2 separate regions of the Gadus morhua genome follow, and region 2 is linked to region 1. A link is a contact called in public Hi-C data. All regions are on one chromosome and are shown on one strand. Each heading gives the region's core, a stretch centred on a gene start, on an enhancer-like site or on the middle of the called end of the contact. The rest is flanking DNA. Distances are from core to core; before and after follow the strand shown. Region 1 holds the start of ncalda (neurocalcin delta a). Region 2 holds the start of LOC115553608 (sperm-associated antigen 1).

Region 1 (5,416 bases), core at 81-2,580:
CCAATTAGTATTCCTGCAGAATTTATGACCACGTCAAGCATCACTTCTGGTTGATTGCCCCTCTTCTTATTAAAGTGTGGATAAATTTATGGATGGGATGACAAGCATGGAGTAGGTTGAAGGGATTTCATTTTGATCCGCTGTCATTCTGGGGTGTTTACAAAGATACTGAACATCCTAGGTTTATTACTATGATCATATTAAGAATAATAACATTCTATATTAATATAGTGACACACTAATCACCATGAACCATAGAGAAGAAGAACTCCATCCTTGTGAAACTCTATCATAGTAAAGTTACACACACACACACACACACACACACACACACACACACACACACACACACACACACACACACACACACACACACACACACACACACACACAAGTGTTTTTATGAATATGCATAGTGGTAAGATGGCTTACTAACTCTCGATAATATAAAATAGCTAGAGAGGTAGTGTGTATAGCGCATGTACAGAATTCATAATGGACTTTCTTGTTAGCAATTCTCCGCCATCTTGTGATGACTTGATAGAGTTGTAGTACAGTGTTCCTTAATAAATATAAATATACCGTAAGCTAGGCTAAACCAAACTTTGTTTTGCCACATTTCTAATGAGAAAAGCTGTGGTTGCTATAAACACAACAACGTCACCCCATAATGACAAATAATCGCAAGATTAATTTCTAAATGATTACCAAATCACAATTAATACCAATGACATTCCAATGCTCCCCAACTTCCCAAATGGCAGAGGTTATTGTGATGTGACGTCACGATGTTAAAGCCATTCTGTACTCAGGTGCCCAGTCTTTAATCGGTAGTTGCTGATATTATAACTCTGGCTGAGCATGTTCGTCATCTAGCGGCCATCACGTGTATGACTACATCAAAAACGGTTCAACCATAGACTGTAAAAAGCTCCAAACAGACAGACGGACCTACAAATAGTCAGACAGATGTATAAATATATATACTATTATTATCCTTATAGGCCTACCTATATTTGTGGAAATAATAATCATAGAATGAACCTCACTTTTTGATGCCACTTTTCCTGTTTCTTATTATTTGCCACAAGGTGGCGCGGAACCTCTTCTTATGAACTTTATAGGCTATGATCACAGATTCCATTTTGTTTGATATCGGCTTTATCTAACGAGATGATGATTGTTAATAATTATTTGTTGTACTTGGCAATGATTCTGCGTTTAGAAGGTTGGACCATTTTTAAATGTTCAGTTAATTGTTTAGCAGAGAGAAGGACGTGCTTGCCGGATCCCCGGTCCCTTCTGTACCATGACGCTCCTCCCTCAGTGTTATGTTTACTTTACATTTGACAGCGTACACCGGTAATGAAGCATCCACCTTCCCACAAACACTGAGACCTTATGGTGGTGATACATGTGCTCAACTTCCCCGACAAGAACAGGGGCCAGCGACCGGTGGTTGAAAACCCATCACTGCTGTTGGCGTAGTTGTGTGAGTTTCCAAATACTTTTGAATTAAATTTGGAGTTGAATGTAATACCTTGGTTCCTCCCATCGAGGATAACCTGTCAGGACAAGAAGCGTGTATATGTTGTTAGGACCTTTGTCATATGATTTGATTTATCTTCTGAATGCAATGTATTTATGTGTTACGGGGTTAGTCTAACTTAGTTAGAGTTAGTTAGTTAATAATAATAGTAAAATTGGAACCGGCCATTGGTTCCCTCTAGCCTGGGCCTAATCAACACCAAGTACCAAGTACCCATATGTTAGAAAAAACGATATTAATGTGATGAACCTTGTCCCCATGCGTTCTCGTCACGCCTGGAACGGGATGCTCCCAATTATCGTTATTGAAGAGAGGGTGGCGGTTCTTTCAGTTACATCGACTAGCGACGAGCGAGAGGGAATCCTATAAAGGGATATCCGTTTCCGTTACATGTTTAGGATATTGCTCATTCAGAAGTTTCGTCAAAACACAATATTTCCCTCCTTTTCGTTGTTGTTGTTGTTGTTCTTCTTCTACTTGTAGTGTTGTTATTCTGCTGGCTCCAAAGACTGTTAACGGGTTTACACAGTTCAAAATAAGTTTGAGACCGGATATAGATCGAAATAACGCTCCAATCCAGGATCCTCTCGCAGCCTACTAATAGATAATGTTATACCGTTGGCAACTTACACTGCGGCATAATATAGCTCAGTAGGTGTATGCCCCAACATTAATGATGTGTAGTACCCTGATAGCTGACTGTTATAACGTCTTAACCGGCCTAGTTCAACTCCTTAACCAAGTTTCTCAGACGCTAACTACAGCCCTGTGAGCTAGTCATTGGATAAGCTACATAGTAGCTAACTATAACAGCCGTTTGCAATCTCGTTTTGTTTACACAGTCTTTATGCACTCCTGTTACCCAGCAGACTGAGTGCTAGACTGGAGGAGCCAACTCATTGGGAAAATAATTTTCTACACACTTGGAACATTTCTCACCTTGTCTACTTGTTGTGTTACTTGTACAAAGACAGACGAGGCAACATCTGGAGAAGGTCACACATCATCAGGCAAAGTGATGCTCCTGTCAAATCTAGTCAGTGTCAACAGGCCTGGTAGGCTTTTACACTTGAATCGTTTTACTACTGGTAAGAGTCTTCTGAAACATGCCACTCGATGACAATGGCAAAACTCTATTTCCTTAATGAAAGCATTTATAATTAAATAAATAGGTAATTTCATTACTTCACACTATTCACAGTAAAGCAATCCAATGATGGGATTTGCACTTACTTGCTAACATTACCTAGAATTTCCATGTGTCCTGTTTTCTACTTCTCAGCTTGTATTGTAGACTTCTCTTTGAAGAGGCTTATAAATCCATATCTTTTTGTTGACAGGGACAATGAGATTCAACATTGGTCAAATTTTTGTGAATAGCCCTCGCATGCAGCAGTAGGAACCGTTTTAACCTTTCACAAACCTTTGGTGTTGCTCATGTCATCAGACAAATGAATATGGTCTTCAGCTGATGAATCACTACTCAGCATTGGAGTAGAACTGACTGCTGGGATGAGTGATCATTGTATGTTACGGGCAGCCATGTCGTTATTCTGGCCCTTCTTTGGTCGGTGACTCAGCCGTCAGTGTTTTAATAGTTTTTCAAAGATTTGACTTATACTATTATACTTTTGTTCAGTTCAACAGCCTACAACTTCAAATAATGTACTTTATCCATCCATTTTTCTCCAGTCCTTTGGGAACTCTGTGCACTGGGCTTGATTCTGCAGCAAACATCACTAGAGTGTACAGAAGCCTCAACAGCTGGTTGAACCACATAACATGGTTCAGCTTTAGCATTGGCACAAGTTGTCCTGGAATGGCTCAGAGCTTTTTTTGGGCCATGTGCTAAGAGAATCATTGTAACACCAGAGCCTTCCATAAGATCAGGGGGGCACTGATCCTGAGGGGCACTCAAGGAGTTTACAAATGGATTGAAACAGCCTTACTTAATCACTGGCCTTTAGAAACCAAGATACATAAGATAACAGATGCAAAGAGACACAAAGAGGAATGTTGTTCTAAAGGTCTGTTGTAGGCCATGTTAAAAGGCTGCTGCAGCCAGGTGGCTAATGCTTTATGGTTATCATTATTTGCATAGTTATTCATATAAGTAAAGTCATACATACTCCATATGAGCGTCCATATAATTGTACTGATACTACCGATTTTTTGTGTCACATTAATGTGTCACATTTTTTGAATCCTAAAAACAAAAAGCCTGACAGGAAGCATTATGTGAGGCATGAAATATAGTCTTTACAGGTAATACTACCATTTTCCCAAATGTATTGTTGCCATCTAAAATTGTTTATTGTGAGTGAGCAGAGCAATATTCTAGTCCTGTGTTATATTGGTGATTATAGTACAATGTCTACACCCATCTGTTCTAGGTGGCGTTCAAATTAAGGTAGGCCTTAACAGCCCATCATTTCCATATCCAAATAATTCCATCATTTTGGATTTTAAGCTTTAAAACTACGTGCAGACGACCGTAAGGGGCTTGTGAAGTGAAGTCACTTCTCAACGTGTCAAGCTGCTACTCTCATCTTTTTTCTGGACTTTGTCTCAACAATGTGTATAGTAACGATGACGCATTGGGGTGTGCCTTGCAAGAAAGAATGGAGGCGTGTGTTTTTACAGTAAAAAATAAATAAATAAATCCCTTTACAGTAAAGCAAAGAGACCCCAGCTTAAGCGGAGAGATGCATCTATTTAACACCACAGAGCGATCAACCTGCAGGTGTCCTGCTACATGCTCAGTGAATGGAGCTCATGGGAAATTCATGAGCTTTTTTTTTTTTAAACCCTCTTGTAGGGGCTTCAATAAAAAACACACAATGTATTGGATTTGTATGTCAGCACAATCGTGTCGTAATTGACTGAAATTAAACTGCAAAATGGGACAGCTGCGTTTCAGTTTATGTATGAAACCCAAAACCCATGACGTAATTGGAATTCAAAAGCCCTGAATATTATTATTCAAGTTTAAATAAAAGTGCATTGTCTTCTACCTGTAAAATGGAAGTGTAATTGCCATGCTTTCAATGGCACAAGCATTTAAATAATTGTTATAAAATGCTGAAATTGTTTGAAACTGCACGCTCTTTGTAACTGTATGTACAGTGACACAAATAGAATGCTAATTCGGTTGGGCATTATTTCGCTTATTTCACTTCAATGATTCTTTGACCTTTGGCTGACAGGCTTTCAGTTACCCTGACAGAGTTTAAAGTCTTAAATTTTTTTTGAGCACACAGCAGCTAAATCAACAAATCAGCAAGCTAAGGGTGAATGTGTCTGTTGTGATTTAACAATAAGTTGCTTCATAATGGTGGTGTGACTACAGCCTTCTTTTCCGCTAGTCTGTGTGTTACTCAATATGCTGTTGCTATTAATATGCCAAAGCAACAGCTGATAATGGTTGCTAAATATCAGTAATTGTGGTAAGCAAGATAATGCAATTGATGGATCAGCTGAATCTATTTTAATTCAGCAAAAATGCAAACATTCAAATGCTATTGACTGCAAATGCAATGCAAGAGGTCACTGTATCCTAGTTATATTTTAATAGTAATTATGATGAAACTAAATCAGCACTGAATACTGATTTAGGCCCCGTCCACACGGAGCCAATTTTTGGTGAAACCACATAGTCTTGTGCGTTTGGGCCGACCCTCCACGGATCCAGCGGATCCAGTGCCCGAAAACGCACTTTTCTGACACCAGGTCCCAGGGTGGATTCAAATGTAAACGCGACGTTAGGGATGCGTTGACTTTTTTGTATTATTTTTGCAGCTTTAAATACTGACCCTTGGTACATTTAATTACTAACTTTACTTTATAAAGTATTTCTGCTTGATTTAA
Region 2 (5,705 bases), core at 1,560-4,059, 130 kb after region 1:
GCAGAGCACCAAACTGATTACAACAAAGCTGCCAACTTCAACAGAAAAAACACATACAGTTGGACACAATACATGGATTCTCTTACAAAGCAATTCAACCAGTCCCACCGACAATATTAGTGAGCCTCTATGGTCTTAAGTGAACTTACAGCAGCAGCGGTGTTGTGGGGCTCTACACGTAGCACAGCCCTCAGGTCTTCTGCCGCCAGGGGCAAGCTGCCCTGGTGCTGGAACACTGTAGCCCGGCGCAGCAATGCTGGGGACCAGACACACGGCCCATCAAACCTTAGAAAATAGCTTCCTATGCTTCAGATTTCAACTAGCTTGAACCTCAAAATGACCAGGCAATATACTTTAATCAATGCTAATCGATAAGGATTTTGATGATGTTATCAATAAAATCACATCCTATAACTTATTCTGCAAATATAAAATGCTAGCCAACCTGTTTGTTTACATGCCAGGATGCCATGTTTCGCCACCATGTTTCTGCAGTAGCCCAGAACTGAAGAACTGCTCTAGAGAATAAGCTATCTTATCTTATCTTATCTTGGGATAACAACCTTACTTGAAAGCTATAACCTATAGTTGTTGTACAGACTTAATATATCCAGTTGGTTCTATCTGCAACCTCACCGCTAAATGCCCCTAAATCCTACACACTTCACCTCTAACATCTCTCTGCAATGCAGGAATGGAATGACAATATGACAACATCTCCATATGAGAACCGGTAACATCACTGTGTTGCCTTGCTGTAAACACTAATATTAGGTCAGCCTTATCATGGGCATCTTTTAAAAGCACCTTTCAGGTTGATGGGCTCCAGCTCCAGGACTCTCTGGCAGTCTTGTAGGGCCCGGTGCCAGCGCTGGAGTTTGATCTCTGCCTGGGCTCTGTTGTTGAACACAGCCACCGTGGGGACAATAGAGAGGCTCCTACATATCATGGACAATGTTTAAATATAAGTAAATGAATGCTCCGTAACAGTTCCGTGTGGTAAATGGCCCAACAAACACGGAATTTGACCATTGTACCTTAACATGTTATACTTTATGCAAATGTTATACTATAAACTGCAGTGGGACTAGACCTAAACTCTGTCTTTCCTATTTTTTTTAATGGAAAATAAGAAAGAGAGAGAAAGTATAAATATGAGGTACTATGCAAATCGCAATTGACCACTCCCTGTGGGAATGGAAGCACATCAAATAAGAAGCCTCTGACCTGGTGTAGTACGCAACAGCCTCCTCATAGCCTTTGGCCCTGAATGCCTCGTTGCCTTTGTCTTTCTCACGGCTTGCCATGAGGAGCTTCTCCTTCTCAGTCAGGGCTAGAAGGTGGTTTAATAGGGGTCACGAATTAAACACACACAGAGACACATAAGTGATGCCAAAAATGTGGCTGTTGATCAAATAATTCGTAGGAAGAGACTCTGTAAGGGGAGTTTTACTTGTGACGTCCACTCTGGTTCTGATTTTGACGTGGCCAGAATTGATGACAGGAGCTGGATCCTTTTTGGACTCACTTCCGTCAATCATTTCACATTCTTTGTCAACATCATACCTTGGAGAAATGGAAGCACGTTTAGGTATACAGAATGGACAACTGACACACTAATAATATCATCTATTTACCAGATCTATTAAGCCACAGTGATCTTACTGTGACACGTGGTGCCTCTTTGAACACAACAAGTCTCCTGTTGGATTAGATACCGTACTGAATCCTCTCTTTTTTTAAACACACCCTTCCTGAAGAAACCGATATAACTCACTTATCCCAATCTTTGTAGTCGAGAGGAAGAGCTCGTTTTGGGGGCTTATTCTTTGCCTTGCTTGCTGGATTCTGAGAAGAAATCAGAGTATATTTATGAATCTGTATTTGTTCAGAGACCGACAAGAAGAAACAATGTGCAGAGATTGTTCTAGCATCTCACCTGGCCGAGGGGAACAGAAATGTTAGTGCCTCGTACGGGCGGTACATTTTCATTTCCTATACCGTGAAATATAGACGGTTGTAGCATCAACGCCTCCAAGTCTTTCGATTCTTCCTGCCATCGCTGTGAAGAAGACACACTTAATGAAAGGCACTATTGGAGGGACATCAGGCTGAGGAAGATCATGTATGATCCGGTCTTCTTCAGTCCTTCAGTACCTGTAGATCTTCACGGATTTGGCTCCATTCCTCTGTGGGGAGGCTGGCGGCCGTGGCTACAGGTTGCTCCTTTCTCAGGGCTCGACTTGTGGGGTCCAGGCTCTTCACGCGATCCTCACAGAACTGGTTCAGATGGGGGTACACTCCCTCTTCTCCAGACCTTGAAGGAATATGGCACAAGATGATTCCTGCTTATTACTTTCAAAGCTTGCCATCATTCCATTTTCCATGTATATACATTTTTCTTTTTGCACATATATTATATTTGCATTCGTTTTTAGACGCAGAGAGACTAAACTAGTGCTTGTGACATATAATCATCAAAAGTGGGTGCTTACCTTAGCACTCTCAAGATCTTCTCCAAATGCTTGACGTTCTTGCATTTTTCAATGTACCCATAATCTAAATGTTCCACAGGAACTTTTCCATCATGGTCGAGAGTGGCTGAGAATGTGTTGTCTCGGTTCAAAAGGGAAGAAACTTCGCTCACACTCATAGTGAACGGAAATTAAAGCACAGGTCCGTGTTTGTATGAATGTTATTCACCGCCGTTTGCTGGAATGGATAAATTAAATAGATAGTAATCGTACTAATCCATCCAAACAACTAAAAGTTAAAAAAAAAAACACGGAACTGCTTTCTTAAAATTGTAAGTTTCCTTTTTAAAAACCTGTATATAACTGAACGGCAGAGTGAATGCTGTTTCTATGGCAACCTGACGTCGTCAACGTAAAGTTGCCTGGAAGTACGTCATCACGTCAGGAGAAAGGCTCCAAATTTGAAAACGTGGCTAGGGTTGTGTCCTGCTTAGAGCTGCGGACCAAATGTAGCTAATGGAGCCCAAACCAACAGAAGCAGCAGCTCCGGAAGAGACTATCTTTTAAACTCCTGGCCCCATGGAATGAGCCTTTGTTGCAGCTGTTTGTATTTGAAGGTAGGTTTATTTTGTTCATATGATTAACGGTCAAGTGTGCGTTTCTTTCCCTCCCAGAAGCATCCATGTCGAATCGCAAGTCCTTCACTAGCTGGCTAGCGGGTGGATGCTAGTTATTTTATTTAAATTCCCTCTGAATTCACCACGAATAATAACGACTCATACAACTTTGTTCCTGTTTCATTTGTTTTCATGGGTTGTTTTATGCGGGATGGGGATGTAGTACACAATGAAGAGCAGCAGGGGAGGAGCCACAAAAGCGGGTTGCTTAGATCGACTATTTCTTTTGGCGGCTGCGGCTGACTTTTGAGCGGGGTCTGACTCGTAATAGCGAGACCTTGCGGTGAAATCCAAACCACTGGTAGTTTAAAAGGACACCTCCAGTGTCATAGCAACAGTGATAGAACGGAAGAGGTTGTGGATGACCTGTAACAGTTTACAGTTGGCTAAACAAAGGGGAATAAGCACTTCACATGATCCATTTTTGTAATTATAAAGCTGTTCAAACTAGACCTCGAGTGTCACCAGAGCCACACTTGGGTTAGCTGGTTAAATTGTTTACTTCCATTAAATGTTTATCATGGATCACCTTCACCATAGACTAAACAAAGGTGTGTACTTTCTTTCCCCAGGGATTTTGACATCCTTGTCCAACCCTTTGCTTTGAAGAGTGCTTGAGGCTAGCCCATTGCAAGAATGGATTGCACGCCAGATTCTGGGGTTCAGGGTTTCAAGAAGCACCCATACCACAGCAGCTCTTTTGACAGTGGTTACTCGGATGTGCAAAGCTTCCCTGGGAAAACCAATGGAGCTAAGTGTGCACCATGTCGATATTTGTCCCCCGAAGATAACAACGAAACGCCAAAAGAGAATCTTGCAGTAACTCCTAAGAAGGAAAGAACTACCGAAACAACCAGACTTTCGGGGAATGATTCGAGAAGGGCACAACCACCTTTGGAAGTGGGTTGGTGTGAAACACCCAAAACATCCAAGAAAGATGGCCTTTTGCGGCGAAGACTTATCATGGGTAATGCTAAATCCACCACAGATGCCAAAACTGAAGTACAAACAACACCCTGCACTAAAGTCATAGAGGTGTCACTCAGGTTGGGGGCCAAGCACCATTTCAGTGGGTCTGGAATATTTTCTTCCAGTAAGTCTAAATCGGAGCTGGATTGCCGATCACCACTGTCGACAAGGAAACGGCGTCTCTTCTATGCTCAAGTCAAGACGTCCACTCATGAATATGGGAGAAACACCAGTGACGACCATGAAGGGAACGTCTCTCTATCCTCCAACACGGACCTCGAGGAACGCATCGGCTCCTTTGGACACTGTGCCACAGACCAGTTGGGGACCCCACCCTTTGGGAAGTTCCTGCCTGCACTTGAAAGTGAAAGCTTTCAAACACCAGTCAACATGATGGCAGCCAGTCCTGGTCAGAGTCCCTGTGCTCAGAACACACCCTCCGCTGCACTTACCCCCACCTATATCAGGTATTTGCCTTTTTTTTTTTTTTATGAAAATCAATACTTTCTTGAAGCCGGTAATAAATTCGCAACATAAAATGCCATATATCTACATGACGGGTTCAGTTTCACATTGTCTGTTAACCCTAACCCCGGATCTTTATGCAAGCAGATCTTTGTCCGAGGACAGCGGCTTTGGTTCCACGGTCCTCGATAAATCCCAAGACTCGTCGAGGGAGCACGACGGCTCCTTCCAGGAGCTGCTGCTCTCCTCCTCGGGCCCCCGGGCCGGTGCGGAGGCGCTGCACCTATCTGATGGGAGGCGGCGGTCCCGCCTCCAGCGGCAGCAGAGGCTCTCCACACTGCGGGAGGGGGGCTCTCAGTCCGAGGAGGATGGCCGCCACGTTGGTCAACCACACCCTGGTGGCAAGCGCCTCTCCGTGTGCTACAGCCCCCTTAAGGTGGATGAGGTGTTTCTGGTCAGCAACACCACGCCGTCAGGCTCCTCCGGCCTAGAGCTAGGCAATCGGAGGACGCCCCTCGGCATGGTCGCCGCAATAGTAGACACTGCCACACCTCTCCGCACGCCCATGGGCAAGAGAGACACAGCACCCTGTTATAGTGCAGCCGCCACCGCCGGTCGCAAAGCCACCCCACTCCGTAACATTCCAGCGGGCCTGGAGTACCTCGCTCTGACTCCCGCCCTGCAGCTGGTTCGTGCCATGTGTCTCCGGAAGGACTCCATGACGCAGGACCAGATCCCCAGCTTAGAGTTGGAGCTGCGGTCTGCGGTGGCGCTGCTGGAGAGCCCGGTGCCCATCAGAACCAGCATGCCCCTGGCGGGCCTCATCGGCAGGAAGATGGGCGTGGGGAGGCTGGACGTCCTCACGGAGCTAAAGAATAGGAACCTCTGGCACATCCTGGGTGTCATCCTCAACCACCTGGGCCCCGAGGACGTCCACAGGTCAGTCAAGCATTCATGGTGGTTAAACAGAGCCACGATCAGTCGGCGTCAGACACTCGCATACTTCCAAACCAGCTTTTACCGACCCCATGGAACACAGAAAAATACTCACCCAATAATCGAACCCCAACTCCAATATTACCATCTTTTTCAGATTTGGTCAGGTGTGCCCCAGCTGGGA

Evidence for each region. A called contact is a pair of places that touch in the nucleus more often than the background predicts.
Region 2: a Hi-C map of blood shows a contact between it and region 1, with 3 times the contacts expected there. The contact joins the promoter of LOC115553608 here to the promoter of ncalda in region 1. A contact is called at or near these places in 3 of 6 Hi-C or Micro-C datasets (blood, gonad and heart).

The regions. Positions count from the first base shown.
Region 1 is chr11:13,789,965-13,795,380 of gadMor3.0, forward strand. ncalda (neurocalcin delta a) reads left to right here and starts at 1,331. Exons shown (of 5, transcript XM_030369794.1): 1 at 1,331-1,492.
Region 2 is chr11:13,921,527-13,927,231 of gadMor3.0, forward strand. LOC115553608 (sperm-associated antigen 1) reads right to left here and starts at 2,810. Exons shown (of 18, transcript XM_030370010.1): 1 at 2,496-2,810; 2 at 2,158-2,317; 3 at 1,940-2,062; 4 at 1,778-1,848; 5 at 1,454-1,566; 6 at 1,228-1,333; 7 at 808-938; 8 at 150-256. The coding sequence starts at 2,653. fbxo43 (F-box protein 43) reads left to right here and starts at 2,855. Exons shown (of 6, transcript XM_030370015.1): 1 at 2,855-3,091; 2 at 3,724-4,587; 3 at 4,730-5,524; 4 at 5,679-5,705. The coding sequence starts at 3,788.